Regions from separate parts of the Triticum aestivum genome. Here region 2 is linked to region 1. Evidence: chromatin contacts called from public Hi-C data. All regions are on one chromosome and are shown on one strand. The core of a region is the stretch at or near the end of the contact, and the rest is flanking DNA. Distances in the headings are between cores, read along the strand shown. Region 1 holds the start of LOC123045210. Region 2 holds the start of LOC123045211 (dnaJ protein ERDJ2).

What was found. A called contact is a pair of places that touch in the nucleus more often than the background predicts.
Region 2: a Hi-C map of leaf shows a contact between it and region 1, with 5 times the contacts expected there. The contact joins the promoter of LOC123045211 here to the promoter of LOC123045210 in region 1. A contact is called at or near these places in 2 of 5 Hi-C or Micro-C datasets (both in leaf).

What each region holds. Positions count from the first base shown.
Region 1 is chr2B:412,393,825-412,396,524 of IWGSC CS RefSeq v2.1, forward strand. It overlaps LOC123045210, which reads right to left and starts at 1,439. Exons shown (of 11, transcript XM_044468171.1): 1 at 1,186-1,439. The coding sequence starts at 1,362.
Region 2 is chr2B:412,795,885-412,798,584 of IWGSC CS RefSeq v2.1, forward strand. It overlaps LOC123045211 (dnaJ protein ERDJ2), which reads left to right and starts at 1,267. Exons shown (of 11, transcript XM_044468174.1): 1 at 1,267-1,444; 2 at 1,534-1,754; 3 at 1,853-1,948; 4 at 2,642-2,700. The coding sequence starts at 1,569.

The DNA of each region.
Region 1 (2,700 bases), core at 189-2,688:
TCTTCATTATCATGAATTGGTCAAATCACCAATCTACAAATATAATTGGACAACTGAAATTGTACTGAACTACATGTGTTCACTTTATCTCAAGGTGATGTGAAAACAATACAATCCATTTTACAGCCTTCAATATTACTCCCTCCATTCACAAATATAAGATGTTTAGGATATTTCAATATGGACTACATACGGACTGAAATGAGTGAACAAACACACTAAAACATGTCTATGTGCAACCGATTCAGAAAAAAGTTAGAACATCTTATATTTGTGATCGGAGGGAGTATTATACAATGTCTCTACAGTCTTCCATGTCAATGAAGCAGCACCCAGAAACATCTTAATCACTTAAATAACTGGTGAAAGTTACTACTGAACAAAACTCATCATCAGTGTCCCGTCATATTTGACTCATAGATCATATAAACCTGACCACAACAATATATTTGTGCCTCGAACACGCTGGCTTTGCCAAAGTTAGGTGTTGGTGGCATTATGAACTTATGCTTTATGAAGTATCTATAGACTTGTGTACTATAATGCTTAATTTGCAAATTGTAGGGCACAACAATGGAACAGAGGCACACAAAAAAAAATGTGAAGTACAAAAGGTTAATGACCTGTGAAATATGAATCAAGGTTATCAGCGAGGAAAGGAGGTAGGTATATCGAATTGATAAGGACTGTTTATGAGGGTTAAGAGAACACACTGGTCCATTATGTCAGAAAACTACTTTAAATATATCTTGGCACCACTTCTGATGCGATTGAGGCTGGGACGACCAATTAGAAGGCTCACATTTCTGAATTGAGATCCTGGGAAGTCCATACCTAACTTCTATAGAGTTCCTAGGAAAAGTTAAACAAGCCGAATGTTCCAGATAGATAGTCTAATCCATCACCTCTCCAACTTAAATTTCACTTGGGTGCCAATCACTCGACCAGGCAGAGCATTCAACAAACAAGCACATGCATATAGTCCGTTCAGAGCCACCCCAATCCCCTTGGTACAGCCCCAGACGGGGAGGCCCATCCACACTCATATCGTGACATTCCCGAGACCAATTAGCACACGGAACCACGCAGGATGGAGACGCGACCGCATCCCACCAAGTATGGGCACTGGCAAGTTCTAGGGCACGCGTGCGTGCGAGAGAAGGAAGGGGATATTTGGGGCGGTACCGCGAGGGTCTCGTCGGAGTAGTTGCCGAGGAATCGGGGGAGCACATCGGCGACGGCGGAGCGGAGGTCGGCGGCGGCCGGCGAGCGCCGATCCATGCGGAACGACCGCTCCTCGGCAGCGAACACCCGCCGGAGCCGCCGCTGCAGCTGCTCATCCGCATCCGCCTCCTGCCCCATCTTTCCGCCTTTTGGGAAAAGGCAGTGCCCGTGGGTGAGAATCTTCTAGCGGCTACTGGGGCCAGTCGCTACTAGTATGTGTCAGCGTCAGCCTGTGGTTGAGATGGTTAGGATGCGTTTGGTTGCTGGGCTATCCCTCTCTGGGACAGGGATAGCCAGTTTTTAGATGGATGTCACCCGTTTGGTTTATGGGCAAGCCGGGATACAACTAGCCAGATGCTTGAAATATTCCTCTAAAACCTGGCTCCGCGTGTCCGCGAAAATCTCATGGATCTGCTCATCCCGCGTGCGCGCGAGATGGAAAGCCAGCCCGTGAAACGTTTTCGGCCTCGCTCTCGCTGGCTCACCTCCCGCAAAAGTCAACCCTATCTTTTTTCCCTTCCCATCTCTCTTCTCTGCGGTGACAGCGGCGACAGGAAGAGCGGCGGCGCCGGAGGTAAATGCACGGCGGCAGGGCTCCCTCCTCCCTTATTTTCTTCCTTGCCGTGTCCTCTCTCCTTCATCTCTTACCTCTCGCGTTTGAGCTGCAACTAGCAGAGGTCACGTCGACGGGCGGCAGGCTCATGCATGCATGTGACTATGAGTGCCGCGCGCCGCTGCCGGAGCTCTGCGGATGTGAGCGTGGGCGCAGACACAAGCCGTGCATGCGTGCTATGCGCACCGTTTGTGTCGCGCCACTCGTGCATGCATGAGCGTGGTGTTGTGCGCATGCAGTGCATGGTGTACTTCTGTGTGTTTCCTTCTCTTGATTTTCTGCCTAATGTGCTGATCCATTGTATGATCTTGTACTGCAGCAGCTCAAAGGGCAAAGATGACAGGAAGTCAACTCTGTACTCTCTATCAAATATTGAACCATACTATATGACTATCCGCAATCACGAGTTGTCCTTCAAACCAAACAAAACACAGGCTATCCTCACCCATCAACCAAACAGAAAAAATGGTTATCCCTATCCGGCTGGCTGGGGATACCTATAACCACTCTATTATGTCCCTCTAACCAAACGCATCCTAGGTGGACAGTGGTATCCCAACCCACGAGAGTTCAAATCCTGGTGCTCGCATTATTCCTGGATTTATTTTAGGATTTCCGGCGATGCGCTTTCAGTGGGAGGAGACGTTCCCGTCGACGACGAGGCACCTACGGTTGCTTCGTAAATCTCAAAATGATATGTTGGCTCAGTCTCTCGGAGGTGCTCATAGAAGTAGGATGTGCGTGTGTGCATTCATAGAGATGAGTGTATGCGCGTGTATATGAGCGTTTGTGTCTGTACTGACGCTCAAAAAAAAAGCGTCAGCCTGCGTGCGTGCGTGCAACCGGTGTGCTGTTTACCGTCC
Region 2 (2,700 bases), core at 17-2,516, 400 kb after region 1:
GTACATCATAAACAGAGGGAGAAAAAGTCAAACACCGAACAAATTTTGCATGGCTGGCCGACCATCTCCAAACATGGGACAATAAGGAGCCAATGTGATGGGGCGCTCACCTTGGTGACATTGTTGGCACTTGGCAATCATCGGTGATAATGCCTCCCGCCCTCCTCCATCCCACTGTAGACAAGCTTCACAAAAAAAATCAAGAATTTTCTTTAACCTATGGAGCATGGACAGATCAAAATCGAGATCGAGCAGCTGCTCAGGTCAATCCAAGAGAAAGAGTAGAGGCCGCGCGAGCAGCAAGAAAGAGAACAACAAATGACATAACGAATATATGGGGATAAAGATAAATGTACCACGACAAGGACATGAGCGTAATATGTAATGAGTTCACAACAGTGAAGAGCGTGAAGGCGAAACCAAGGAAGAAAAAAGGCTCACCCACCATCGCCTCATCTCCTAGAGCCGCCATTAGTCCCCATCCACCGGCTTAGGTGAATATAAACCTCTGGCATATGATGCCCAAGAGGACGGGGATTATCTACTCCTTTCCACCGGGTTGACGAGGAGTAAGATCCGATAGGTCGGACGCCACCATGAAAGGAGAACCATTTGCTTCCTCTTGCTCGCGTCCCAAGATGTCGCCTCCTTATCACCTCCCAAGCTGTCACATCCTCCTCGTCTAGAACATGTGATCAAGCCATGCTAGGCAGTGGAGGAGGTGGTGGAGGCATAGGAGAAGAGACGGCGAGAGGGAGGGGGAAGTGGAGGCGGCGACACGGGGAAGAGGAGAGGGATGGAAAGAGACGAGGGAGAGAGAGGAGATATTTTCACAGGAGAGGGGATGACGAGGGATATATTTTCATCATGATTGCCTTCTTGGTCGCTAATCCATCCGCATCGAAAGGAGGCAAAACTCACCTCATTCCCTCGAGGCAATTGGTAATGAGGCCCAATTGTCATGTACAGAAAAGTGAAATACGGATGTAAACCGGAGGGATGACTGAGCCTTTGACAACGCCGTAAAAAGTATGAACGCCGGTAGATCGTGCGACCCAGAAGGAACGGCCGACGAAGATCGCTCAGAATGGCGGGTAGGCTAGCGCCTTTTATATAGGAGAAATTACTCATGATCTCAAAAAATAAAATAAAAACTGGTGCCAAGAAACCACCGTGGTGGGCCGGCCCACAGCTCGAAGGCCTGGCCTCGCTTACCATCCGCGCTCCGGGCCGTATCTGGTCACAAGTCAAAACCAGTTACTTACCCTTTTTGTCTCACACTGACATCTCGCTCCGTGTCCTGTTGCGAGGCCCCGCCGCATCTGGCCCCGCAAAACCTATCTCGACCGCCTTCCTCCCCGATCTCGCCCCTCCTCGCCTGGCGACCAGATCCGCTTCTCCGATATCCAGATCTTCGGAGCACGGCCCGCTCGCCCCGGCCAAGGTGAGCCGTCGCCGCCGGCCCCCGGCCGCCACACGACGCCGCGCTCTAATAACGCACGCTGACTCCGTGGTTTTTTCTTTCCGTCGCAGTCGTGAGTTGAGTAAGGGAGGCAGCAGCAGCAGCCATGGCGGCGGCGGAGGAGAACAGCTCGCTCTTCCTGATATTCATCCTGACCATGATCGCGCTGCCCCTGGTGCCGTACACGATCACGCGGCTGTGCCACGCGGCGACGAAGAAGGCCAAGACCATCCACTGCCGCTGCTCCGGGTGCCACCGCTCCGGAAAGTACCGGAAGTCGATCTACAAGAAGGTGGGCGGGTTGCGGCTGTTTGTTCTGCGTGAGGCTAGCAGTAGAATTCTAGTGCGTGCTAACTCCTCTATGATCGTGTTCTGATTCTTGTCGTGCAGATATCCAACTTCTCGACGTGGAGCAACCTTACCATTTTGCTTCTCTGGATCGTTGTGATCTTCCTGATTTACTACATCAAACTCAGCAGCCGCGAGGTATGGTAACTTTTGCCTGGTATATGTTGTCAATTTTTCTTTTGTTCAAGCAGTTAACTCAAATTCTTCTCTGCTGTGAACTAGTAGATACGGAAGGATTTAATACTTACTCATGTGACCTTTTCTCTGCTCCTTCACCTAGAATAGTCTTGATTGGTAGATGACTATACTGAAATAAACTGATAACCAAAAGTACAACTCAGTTGACGTTCAGCTTTATCCTACCAGAGCAGTCACCACAATGTTCATGTTTTGTCAGTTCCTTGATGCAGCAAAGTCACCGTTTTCTTTTTAGTAGCAGCATGCCCAGCAAGTTTGTTGGGATATACTAGAAAGGGTAGCATATCTTTGCGCTGATTTAGTTCCCCTTTATTCTTCTGAAGCCTCACTAATGTTTCACTCTCCTGAACATTGTCAAACAATCACATATGCAGAAACCTTGTTGCGAAGTTCGGTATTTTTAGATTTCAGGACTTAGTTTGTTTTTGTATCCAAGCATAGGCAGGTTTATTTCCTAGAAGCATTTTTTGCGAAGTCCCGATTGTTCATCTTTGTCTCAATCGTAATTATGCTAGTTAATTTTGGATACTATGTGCATAAATAATGCTGCACTTGAAGTGTGAAGGATTTTTTCCCTGAAATTTCACCAGGGCAAGATCCCAATAATTGATTTTATATGATTTTGTTTCCTAGGTCCAAGTATTTGAGCCATACAGCATTCTTGGACTTGAACCAGGGGCATCAGAATCTGA